3 separate regions of the Mus musculus genome follow, and all the other regions are linked to region 3. Evidence: chromatin contacts called from public HiChIP or PLAC-seq data. All regions are on one chromosome and are shown on one strand. Each heading gives the region's core, a stretch centred on a gene start, on an enhancer-like site or on the middle of the called end of the contact. The rest is flanking DNA. Distances are from core to core; before and after follow the strand shown.

Evidence for each region. HiChIP or PLAC-seq counts read pairs in DNA pulled down with a chosen protein or histone mark.
Region 1: a contact with region 3 is called in an HNF4G HiChIP or PLAC-seq map of pancreatic cancer cells. The contact joins two enhancer-like sites. A contact is called at or near these places in 3 of 484 Hi-C or Micro-C datasets (B cells, bone marrow-derived macrophages and hematopoietic stem and progenitor cells) and 2 of 115 datasets of contacts at active chromatin or transcription factors (acute myeloid leukemia and pancreatic cancer cells).
Region 2: a FOXA1 HiChIP or PLAC-seq map of pancreatic cancer cells shows a contact between it and region 3. The contact joins two enhancer-like sites. A contact is called at or near these places in 7 of 484 Hi-C or Micro-C datasets (B cells, CD4 T cells, bone marrow-derived macrophages and 4 more), 2 of 115 datasets of contacts at active chromatin or transcription factors (bone marrow-derived macrophages and pancreatic cancer cells) and 1 of 9 other capture datasets (embryonic stem cells).

The regions. Positions count from the first base shown.
Region 1 is chr19:55,618,129-55,622,031 of GRCm38.p6, reverse strand. The region is part of intron 7 of Vti1a (vesicle transport through interaction with t-SNAREs 1A); the gene reads right to left. Among named protein-coding and RNA genes, the nearest start is that of Gm41871, 81 kb to the left of the region's middle. Within about 2 kb of position 1,366, at least 40 of the 459 cell types and tissues checked have an H3K27ac peak or open chromatin away from gene starts, as enhancers often do. A contact at or near this core is called in pancreatic cancer cells, where this site is marked.
Region 2 is chr19:55,641,219-55,644,881 of GRCm38.p6, reverse strand. 4930552P12Rik (RIKEN cDNA 4930552P12 gene) reads left to right here. Exons shown (of 4, transcript NR_045318.1): 3 at 1,281-1,454; 4 at 2,331-3,663. Among named protein-coding and RNA genes, the nearest start is that of Gm41871, 58 kb to the left of the region's middle. Within about 2 kb of position 1,536, at least 219 of the 459 cell types and tissues checked have an H3K27ac peak or open chromatin away from gene starts, as enhancers often do. A contact at or near this core is called in pancreatic cancer cells, where this site is marked.
Region 3 is chr19:55,850,099-55,854,107 of GRCm38.p6, reverse strand. All of the region lies in intron 5 of Tcf7l2 (transcription factor 7 like 2, T cell specific, HMG box), which reads right to left. Among named protein-coding and RNA genes, the nearest start is that of Gm52391, 86 kb to the left of the region's middle. Within about 2 kb of position 2,012, at least 59 of the 459 cell types and tissues checked have an H3K27ac peak or open chromatin away from gene starts, as enhancers often do. A contact at or near this core is called in pancreatic cancer cells, where this site is marked.

The DNA of each region.
Region 1 (3,903 bases), core at 117-2,616, 230 kb after region 3:
AGCATGAAACTTAAGGTTCTGCCCTAGTGACCTGACACGGTGTGTGACTCTCAGTGTGGTAGTGTGTCCCACCCACAGTGTGGGATGAGGGCCGCAAGTGTCCGATGGACAGGCAGGATGGGTAACTATGGACGTCACTAGTTGAGTCTGGAACATGGTAATAGAGTAAGCACACCGGAGTCCCCAAGTCCCCTGGCTTGTGCAGCCATGTCCACTGGCATCCTTGTCACCACGCCCCTGCGGCTCTGATGGATCTATTTGTAGTGACCGTGTAGAATTCATCTCTGAAGCTTGGACATTATGCTTTAGGTGTGGCTGGCACGTGGGAGCGGGGCAGAGAACTAACTTTCCAGGGACTGTGACGACCGAGCACGGCCTTGGTCGGTATAATCCTCCCATGCTGGGAAGAAGGCAGAAGAGATCCGGGCAAATTCCCTTGGCACGAAATGTAAGAGTAGGGAAGGATGGAGGTCAAAGTTGAAACGAGCCCTAAAGATGGAGCCACACGCTACAGTGACTCCTGAGAGCAGCCCTGGCTCTTCTCCCAGAAGGAAGAGGAATGACTGGCCACCCGGGCCAGTGTGCGCCGGTGGTGGAAGACATTAGTGCTACTACAAAAAGGGATGCCAGACATTTGAGATGAAGGGCAGAGGGCAGAAGGAATTAGAACACCCAGAGACCAGGCCGCCAGCCTAGATTTGGACTGTGAAGTGCTTCAGCAAATGTGTCTCTCTAGGGACAGAAAATGACCCGCCTGAGTGGACAGGGCTGACCCAGAAGGGAGAGGGGACATAACGGCTGGCAGTGGCAGACCCTAGCTGAAGAAGCTTGGGGAACAGCCGCTGCCCACTGCTGTTGGCCAATCCTGGTCACTCTGGGCAACAGAACTGAATGCACACTTGTAGAGTTGGGAGGAATCAGAAAAGCCGGCCAGGTCAAGGAACTCTGCTAGTGAGCCAGAAAAGAACTCTGGGGGCAGCCCCAAGTAACTTGCTGTTAACTCTGGGTAAGGGGCCTTGATGTTTCACCAGGCCAGCAGCAAACAGTCTTAATATCCCTCTTGAAAATGCAAAGTGTGTTTACCCAGTAAATAATTTAAGAAAGAGTATACACTTGAAAGAAGACGTCCACGGAACCAGCCAGGCTAAATCGCCTCCAGGCAGAAACCCGTGCATCTGCACGCTGCATTTTATCAAGTGAGCACACTGTGGCTTTAAAAGAATGCAGAGGCAAATTAAAAGGAATGTGGCCCGAAACATCAAGAATTCTCCAAGTTTACATTATGAATCACAGTGCTGTTGATAGAAGACGAATTAACCATTTACTTTGAGGTTAAACTCACACAGTATTATTGAAAACACTGATCCTTCTGTTGGAACCCGGGGAGCAGTTAATCTTCCATTGCCCGTCTCCTCCCCTTCTGGAAACTGCTCCTGTGTGTGGCATGCAGAATTACAGAAGGCTGGTTCACGTGAAGGAGGCAGGTGGCTCCCTCATCTCCTCCTGCGTGAGGGGCATTGGGGACCGTACCACCGAGGGCACTCTTCAGGGAGCTTCTGGAGATGTCCAGCACTCACTGCCCTGACCTAGTCCTTGGTGGTGTGCATTGGCATGGGCACGTGGTTGACTTTCGGTGCTCTATCCTCTAGTGGGCTTCCTATCCCCATATTTAGATGTAGAGCCTGAACCTTCCAGAGACTGCAGAGACAGGACACGGGACCTGCACCCCATTGCTATCACCTGGACGGTCACTGCCCCGTGGCCTCTCCTGGGTCCACAGAATATTTGTTCAAAGGTGATAGGTGTGGGGATTGTTTGTTACTGCAGTATGACAACTGCTCCTCTCAGTCAAGGGGAGGGGCCGCCTAGGTGCAGTGAAGTGTGGGGTGCACATGGCCCAGCAGCCATGGTCTAACTATGGCTTGTAACGCCTTCCTGGATTGGATAGCATGGATTGTTTTTTAAATATTTCACGCTACGCCTGGTGATTCAATTATTGTTTCTTTATCTTCAAAGGTTGGTTTTTTTAAATACAGATATTAAAATCACATTTGTTCATTTACATGTTTGTTTACTTGTGTGCACGCCAGTGTCCGTGTGGAGCCCAGAGGACTTGTCTCTTTTCTTTCACTGTACAGCTTTCAGCCAAACTCAAACTCATAGGCTTAGTGGCTGGCACTTCTACTTGCCCAGTCACCTTGCCAGCCCAAAGCTGGGCTCGTTTTGCATCCACTCAGTCACGGATCTTCACCTGGAAGGGCAGGGAGCTTCTTCAGCAGAGGCGGCTGCATGTTCGTGGGCAATGGTGTCTATGAGCACTTGGCAAGCTGCTCGGCCACTGCATCTGGACAGGCACAGGTAAGGGTCGTCTGCAGCATCCCATGCTGCCCTGGCTCCAAAGGTGGAGGTGTGACCTAAGCCAGACTGGCCAGTGTGCTCACTCTATTTCCCTGGCTACAGTGACTGAAGCCAGCTAGCAGCCATTTTCTTTGCATGAGGAAGTCAGCCTAAGAAACAAGCTTGGCCATGGAAGAGCAGACAATTAGGACCCCGCCCTGAAAGCATGATCAACCTCTATAGCAAGCCACCCTTCCTTTGAACTTTGATTAATATGAGAAAATAAATTAACTTCATTTTTTCAATACTGCCTGATTTGGGTCCTATATTATTTGTAACCAAAGAGCACTTCGGGTTGAGTCACAGAGCTTCCTCACCGGGGCTTTGATCTATGGCGCCCTCTAATAAGGGCTTCCGGACTGGGCCAGCTCAAGCTTGGATTTCCCTGCTCTTTGCTTCCCACTATGCTAACCACACAGGTGTCTGATTTTCTGTTTCTGTGAAGTTTTCTCCGGTAGAAAGTGGCCCTTCCACAGCCCGAATCTCTTTTATCTTTTGTATCTCTCGGACATAGAGCTTGGTAGAGATGTTAAAAAAAAAAAGAGTGTGTTGGTGGTGTAGGCAACCAAAGATCCAGCTACTTGGGAATCTGAGGCAGGCGGTCAAGGTCATGTGCGCCAAAGGGCCTGAGGATTGAGGTCACCTGGGAGACAGCCTGTGACCTTGAAGGGGTTCTTGCACACAAGCACAGCATAAGGCTTAGCTACTGGCCACTGTCTAGTAAGGATGACGGCAGCGCCCTTGCTTGTACACAAGGGTTGGCACAGCTTGCACCTTCCCTTGAGCCTGCCTTGGGGGTGGGCTCCGTCTTGGTTCACAGGCAAGTCCTACCAATTAAAACTCTCTGTTTCTTGCACAAACAAGTGTTCGAAAGCTGGCCTGACACCCAAACCACAAAGCCTGCTGGGGATTTCCCTAGAGAACCAAGGGAAAAAGTCTAGTCCCTCTCTACTGGGTCTGATTGCAGGGACAATGGTGGCCTACTGAAGATGATTCTAACCGTAGTGCTGGAGAGGAGCATGTCTCCTGCCAGTGGACCACAGGGTCAACAGACAAAGAGAAAGAAATGAAGACATCGTGTCAATTCCGGGTCTGTCTGTGAGCCCCACACCTGAAGGGTCACACTTAAACTTATCATTATAGACAAGTTCTTTTGATGTAGTTAACTTTCGTTGGAGATTTTCACCTCCAACCGTACTGATTGGACAGTGTCTCCCCCTCCCCCCAAAGTCAGCTCACCCGAAAGCTCATGAGGTGATTGACCTCATTTAGAAGAAAGTCTTCATTAATAATCTTGAAAACAAACAATCTGGATTTAAGGTGGCCACCTGTCCTTATATCAATAGTACCCAGGGGGATAGGGGCAATAAGGCCGTAGAAGAGTAGACAGAAACTGAGTTTTGTTACCACAAGCACAAGGAGCAACACCAGAAACTAGAAGAGCCAAGGAAGGCTCAAGGCTTTGAAGAGAGCATGGGCCAGTCAACTTCTTGGCTTCAGATTTCA
Region 2 (3,663 bases), core at 287-2,786, 210 kb after region 3:
AATAAGATAAACACACCTAAAACCCAAAACAAGGCAGAAGGTAGTTCAAAAGACAGCATTCATCTCTGACCTCCACAAACACAGGTATACTTATGTACCTGTACACACGTGAACACACACGTGTATGTGCAACACTCACACAAATACCAACTGCAAATATTTGCAGAGTTCGAAATTCCCCAAATTTTACTCGAGCATTATCTGTGGCTGGGAATTATCTACACATCCCCAAGGACGAAGCTGAGACAATCCTGGTTGCTCTGTGTCCCCAATACTCAGAAACTGCCTCCTGGCAAGCCATGCCGACTGCAGCTTTCCAAGACAAGGCCTCCCACTTTGCACACCAGCAAACTGAGGCTCAGAGCGAAAAGTCACTGAAGTGCTCCGTGTCAGGTGGCTGAAGCAGGACCAGAAGCCCAGACTGGTGAGGTAAAGGCGCCCCCAGCTAGCCTAGCTGTGATTCTGATTCATATGAGAAGAGCCCACTCATCCTGCCAGGGAACCAGGCAGATGGGGAACAGCACTCAAACGGGTCCTGAATGAGACAAAGTGGAGGTGTCACCCTTGTCTGTGGACCTCCCCTCCTTCCCAGGTTCCTGATGTCTTCCCTCCGGTAGCAGCTTTTCTGGAAGTGTTATTCACCTGGAGAGCCGACCCTGAGAATATTTGGAGTCAAGGAGTTACATGAGCATGCTGGCGTCCACACATCAGCCTGATGCCACGGGTCCCCTGCCAGCTTTGAGGTCCCATCTTTCCAGAGTCAACTGCATTCCGTGGGAGGATTGGGGGGGGGTGCACGTATGGGGGAGGGGGTGCGCGTGCGCGCATGGCCCTTTTTGTTTTGTTTTACTTGGGTTCGGTTCTGGAGATGGGAGTCAGGCCCAAAGGCTTGCACCAGCAGGCTTTTTACTGATGGAGCGGGCTCCTCAACCTTGGCGTTCCATTTTGCAGTAGAAACCTGACCCTGTTCTCAGTTAAGAGATGAAGACACAGAGGCATACCCACTGCCTGATTCCAATCTTGAAGCTTGTGCTTATGTCACCAACTGAGAAGGGACATACTGTCACAGCAGGGAGCTGAGAGTATGGGGGTGGGAGGGGAGCGCAGCCGAAGTTCCATTGTATCACAGCGGGGCGGGGGGGAGGGGGGGCGTGAGGCACGAGACCGATACTGGGACTCCCGAGATAGCCTTTCTATTCTTGGTTCTGCAATGAGCTTGCTGTGTGCCCTTGGGCAGATCAGTTCCTCTCTCTAACGCCCAGTTTCCTCATTTTCTACAGCCAAATGCAGAATCTTAATGGCTTTCCCTTTCGGTTCGACAAGCCCAGAGCTCTAGCCTGGGTGCGGGCTGTGTGTGAAGAAATAGGAGTCTTGGTTTCGTTTTGTAACCTGGGCCCCTCCAGTGCCTACCAGCTGGGGCTGGGAACAGGACCAACATTCATTGACAAATGAAGGTGAGTTTCAGAGAGGCAGCCTGGGCTGTCACAAAACTCTGACAGAAGAAGTGCAGTGCTGGGGAAACCCCAGGCTTCTGTAAGCCAAGGCTCTGATTGGTGCACAGCGTTTGCTCTTCCTTCAGACCAAGGCCTCCAGCCAGTTCCCAAGCCATTAGCTGCTGGTTTTGATCAATGGCAATAGCATAAACAACAAATAAGTCCATTCGCTGGCAATTTCAGTCATTTGTGGCATTTAATTAGCATAATTGACCCAAACTGGAACTTTTCCTTCCACCTGAATTTAAAAATACATCCCCACTAACCCTCAGTACATCTGAGAAAAATTTCTTCTTCTTTTTTTTTAATGAGGCTTTAACTAAAGCCCAATATCAAAACACTATATAATACTTTTATCTCATCGAAGACATTTGATGCTTATTAAAATATTACTGCTTTAAGGCTTATTTTTTTTTTTTTTTTTTTTTTTTGCCCAAGAGTGTGTGCAGAGCCTCACTCCTCAGATAATAACAAAGAAATCTTAAACATGAAAAACACACATGAAAGGTAATATGTTCCCCGTTAGTCTCAGTATCATTTCCCCAGGATTTATTACTTTCCAAATATAGCATTAGCTTAAAACTAAAAGGCCGTTTACAGTAATGGGACACTTGGTACTACTTTGGAGCATGTGGGCTCTCCCAGGGCCTTGTACAACGGCTTCATTAAGCGGGGAACTGTGGGGGAGAACGGCTGGGTTAAAAAAAAAAAAAAAGAATCCCAGCATGTCTCCTCCAAGGCCCCCCAGATAGGCCACCTACCCTGACCCAAGGCCCGTGTCTAACAAGCTCTTAATTCCGCTTTCAGAACTGCTCTTTCACGCGTTGTTTCTTCCAGAGATGAAAACATTTTCGAAGCTGACAGGCCATCAATTGGGTGCCACCCGGGAAGAGAAGCCATGGTCTGCAGCTCTGCTTCCTGGCCCCACCACCAGGAGAATATGGGACTGCCAGCCACACCCAATGGGCCGCCCTAGGTTTGGGAGGTCTCTTTTTATCCTGAGAGAAGGCTTGGGAGCAGTTACGAAAGCGACGAGCCTACCGGCTTGGACACGGAGCAGCGATTGCTTGGCTTGTTGGGTATGGCTGAGGCCTGTATACAGTTGGATGACCTAAGTTATGGAAGGACAGAGTAGTCATGTACACAGAAGGGCCCTCTTGAGTGGCAGCTAGGGCCACTGTAATTTTGTCCCATGGGGTAGCCTGGGTCAAGCTCTCACTGGAAACTGCCAGTCAGCCGAGGGACCCTGAGGAGACTCACATTATCTGTTTGCTGTTTAGGTCCAGCAGTGAAGGCCCCTACTGATTTGGGGAACCAGCCTCCTGGCGCTTCCTAAATGCCCTGTTTTGAGAAGTTCCACAGAGTGAGGGTGTAAGTGTCTGGCCTGAAGGGAGAGACATGCTCCCCCTGGGTTCCAATCCCCATCATACCTTAGCTGTCAGCAGGGAGGGGAGGTTCCAGAGGCTACAGGAGGCTGTAGCAGAGAAACAAAGGCTTACATTACTACTCCAGGTTTGCTGTTCTCCCCGGAGGCAGATGGCACTGTGTGTTGGGTGGGGATCACTTCACCAGGCCTGCCTTTGCCCCAAGGGGCAGTTTCTTGGATAGGATAGGGATAGTGTCATTAAGCCCATTTGAGGAAGCAAGCAACCAACCGTTACCAGCTTTGGACTTCACTGACCATGTTCAGTTACTGTTGGACACTCTTTTCCTTCAGGCACAAATGGGTAATTTCTCATGTTCCTGCCTCTGTGACTGGGGCCAAGCAGGCATGTCTCCTTTGTTCAGTTCACTGCTCCCACCTCTGGAATCGTCCCTGCTGTCCAGGTTCTCTGGCCAGGTGTCACATGGCTTTACTCTGTCGGCAGTCCTCATGAGATCGATGACTCCTGGCGATCCACGTGTGAATGACTTGTAGGAAGGGCGCCGGAGTGAGCTGAGGTTGACAGAGAGCCACCTGCAGAGGCTCCAGCAGCTATGTGAGTGTATGGCTGGACAGTGTCACTTGTGAGATGCTCACAGTCCTGTGGTGTCAACTAGATCAAAGTCTCTCATAAGATAGAAGATGGAATCTGCCCTTGGTCACAACGCTTGATTCAGAACCCTGGCTTTTTATAGGGCTACTCTTTCCTCCGGTGATGAAGGTTAACATCCTGGAACATCCATGGCA
Region 3 (4,009 bases), core at 763-3,262:
GAGCTGTGACAGCCCTCTTCAACAGAGCCATTTAACGTAGCAGAAGGTTAAGGTGGAAGCCACAAACACTTGCTTTTCTTAATTTACACCTTTCATCCACTTCCCCCAGAAGTGTCTTGGAAGGGCCGGGAAATTGATGATGTGCCTGCCGGTATGCATCCTTTTAAGAATGGATTTACAAAGCAAAATGCGAATCCCAGAAGACAGTATAAAAGTATTCTTCAGTTTTGACTCGGTGTTGTTATGCTGTTTGTTTGTATGTTTGTTTGTTTGTTTTTTCATTTGTGTGGATGAGTGTATCCATGCATGTGTCTGCACAGGGGTGTGGAACCAATGGGTCGGCCTTGGGTGTCTTTGCTAAGGAGCTATCCACCTCATTTTTTTTTTTTTTTTTTTTTTTTTTTGAGACAGAATCTCTCACTGGGACCAGGACTCACATTTAGGCTAGGCTGGCTGGTCAGCAAGTCTAGCACCTCGTCTCCATCTCCCAAACCCTGGGGTTGTACAAGCACACGCTATCATGCCCAGCTTCTTACTTGGGACCAAACTCAGGTCCTGATGCCTGTGCAGCATGCACTGTAGCCACACATTCGTCTCCCAGACCCTGATACCATACCTCGTGGGTAGGGTGAGCTTTAGTAATCTGGAAGTGGCAAGATAACTTGGGTTTGGGTCCTTCTTTTTCTTTCTTTCTTTCTTTCTTTCTTTCTTTCTTTCTTTCTTTCTCTCTCTCTCTCTCTCTCTCTCTCTCTCTCTCTCTCTCTCTCTCTCTCTCTCTTCCTTCCTTCCTTCCTTCTTTCCTTCCTTTCTTTTTTTAAAGAAGAATGTTAGGTAAGGAGGAAGCTAATTTGTCAGGAATAAAAATAGACTTCTTTGCTGTCCCTCTCCACATACACACCCACACACTCACTCTTTATATTCTTGCTCATGCTAAAACAAAACACAGCTCAGAAGGAACAGAGCTGTGCACTCAGTAAGACAACTGGGCATGGTGGTGCACACCTGGAATCCCAGCACCCAGGAGCAAGATTGGGAGTTCAAGGCCATCCTCGGGTAAATACCAACTCCGAGTCAAGCCTGGGTTGTGGGACCCTGTCTTAAAAATAAAACAAGCGAGCAATCAAACAAAACAAGGTAATAAGACTACTCAGTCAACCATGTAGCTGCCCAATAAACCCTTATATTAAGGTGGGGCTTTTCTGCTGCCCTGCTTCTGCCCTGAGGATACTTCTTTGTGTTTCTGGCCCAGGGGTAAGGGCACAGAACTGCCTAAGGAGCAACATAGCAACTCCTGCCCAGCCAGGACAACCCAGACTACATCCAGGTGCCTTCTGTTGAACACAACCCCCGACCCCACTGGAAAACCACTGAGTACCAGTCTGAGAGTTTTCGCATGCCCAGGGCTGATGCACACCCTGGCTAGCAAAGACTTGGGTCTTGGGTCACTGCAGCAGTCGGCAGCAAGCCTCCAACCTTCAAGCTCATATCCAAACTGCCAATGGAAATCAGGAAACCCAAACACTAGGGCGATGGAGTAAACAGGCCAGGGCCCACCCACCTCTCAAGTCACACAACTCCAAGTGTCCTTAATGATGGGAATTACAAGGTCTGTAGCCACAGGATTAGCAATAACAGGGACATCAGGCCTAGAGAAGGAACCAGGGGAGACTCCAGGTATGCCCTGGCCTCTTTGAAACCCACAGCTTTCCAAGTCTGCCCATCTGTAACAACAATGAACAAAACCTCCAACACTCTCCTTTCTAGAGGGAAGTGAGGTGAGGCTGAGGGGAGCAACGTTGGCAAAGGGCGGTATTTTTATCTCTGGTCTTTTTAAAGGAAGGATCCAAAGTACAAAATAATAAACCCAAGCCCAAGTCTAACTCATAAATCCAGACTGTTCTGCATAAAGTCAGTCCAAGTGTCTAAAAGGTCCAAGACGACGGCCATGCCCAGGGAAGAGAGGAGCTGGCACCGGCTACCATGCTGACCTTTGGCGCATGAGTCAGCTGCCGACCTCCCTCTCTCTGCCAAGGGTACACACGCCTCTGTAGAGCAGAAGGCCAGCCCAAAGAGGTAGATGTGAAGATGACGTGGATGTGGGATACACAGACCCTAGACTCAGGGCACAGCTCCAGAGCCTCCCTTCCAAAGAATAAACATCCCAGCACAGCAGCACCATTCCTGGGGTGGGGCTTGCCTTCTGGACACGGTGCCAGCCACTCACACCAGAAATGGCCTGGGCCACAGGAATGGCAGTGGACATCAGGGCTTGGCAGACTGGCAGGGTGTCTGTGTCTAGGCTAACAGGATGGGAGGTGAAGGCGAAGCCCGGGAGGAAGCAGTTGCAGCGTTGAGAGTCCGGAATGGCCTCTGCTTGCTCAAACGAGAACATCTGTGATCACCAGAACCCAGGCTTATGGGTTTGACGGGTTACCATGGTAACCCTTCTGTCAGGCACCCAGGAAGAAAGGAAGCCGAACTGTCCTTGTGGTCACAAGTGCAAACTGAAACGATGGCTTGCTTGAAAGCAGAGACACCCCTAGCCCCACCGGTCTGCTTCTCATGCCTGTGATTCCTCTGTCCAACAGTGTTCTAGTACAGGGTGGTTTCTCTAACCCAGGGGCCAGGTTCATCACTTGGCACTAACACCCAAATTTATTAAATTTCATATTTTTACCTAGACACTCAAAAAGCTATCGTACCCAATACCATAACCATTATGGTGTACGTAGGAAATCAAATTGCTTCTTCTTTTTTTCCCCTAGAAGTTGAGCATTCGTGCATGTATATATGCATGTTCTGATGTGCGTGGATGTACATGTGTGCACACAGAGGTGGAGTAGAGAAGTTGACGTCAGGTGTCTGTTCTGATCAATCGCTACCTCATACACCGAGGCAGGGTCTCTACTTTGAATCCAGAGCTTTCTAATTCATCTAGGACAGCTAGCCAGCTTGCTCTAGAGATCTTTTGCTTATGAGTCTCTCGCTGCCAGGGCTGCTGATGGGCCACCTGCATGCGTGCTGGGAACCTAAACTCTGGGACTCATGCTCGAAAGGCAAGCACTTTATCCCCTGAGCCATCTCCCCAGCCCTCACCCCCAATATCTCACACAAGTTTTCCAAATACGAGTGAGTGTGCTGGTTCCCTTTATATATGTAGTGTGAAAGCAATTACATAATTAAAAAAGCACTTCCTGGTATGTTCACAGCCAGTTATCAGAGTATGTGAATAGGCGTCTCCTTGGGGAACGGTGCTGTGGTATATAGGCATGATTTTCCTCTGGCATCCACAGCCATGCCAGCGCCTGACCTATAGGGACCCACTTTCCTTAGAGGGGCTCCCTAGATCCTGCCTGCAACACCTGCCTGATGGGGGATGGTGCCATGTCTACTATCAGGATTCCCAGCCTGCCAGGCTAACCAGGATGAATTTCCGCAGCACAGGCCCAAGGGCTTGGTGGCAGCTAGCTCATACCCACCCAAGCACCCAGCTGTCTCTAGCTCAGCTCAGTATCAGTTCAGGCACCAGCAGAATTTGGGCGGGTGCCCAGTTCCAACACGGATAACATTCCCTACTGCTAATGCTCAGAGAGGAAAGGTATGATTCCTCCCTCCAGAGTGTGAACTGCAAAAGGGAGTGGAGAGATAAAGGCTTGAACAGGGGAGAGTTCCTGCAAAGCCCCTGGGGTGGCTTCTGCATGGGAGAATCTGCACACTGCACAAGTACACTAACATGGGAGAAGGTGGGTATCATGCTTTCTGCCCCAGTGAAGCCCTGAGGCCAGAGCTCCCTGCGAGTGTGAGTGGCCACAGTGGACAGATGCGGTGGTGGAGGCATGTTCCGCCCCAGCAGAAGCTCTGACACTAATTCCCACTCATTCTAATACCTGCTGGGCCCACTTTCTGCCTTCTGCCATCAAGGAGAGGAAAGTAAAAGGACAGTGGCTTCCAGAAATCCAGGACTAGGAGGCCAGTTCAGACAGATGCCCATCAAACCCCCCACTTCGCT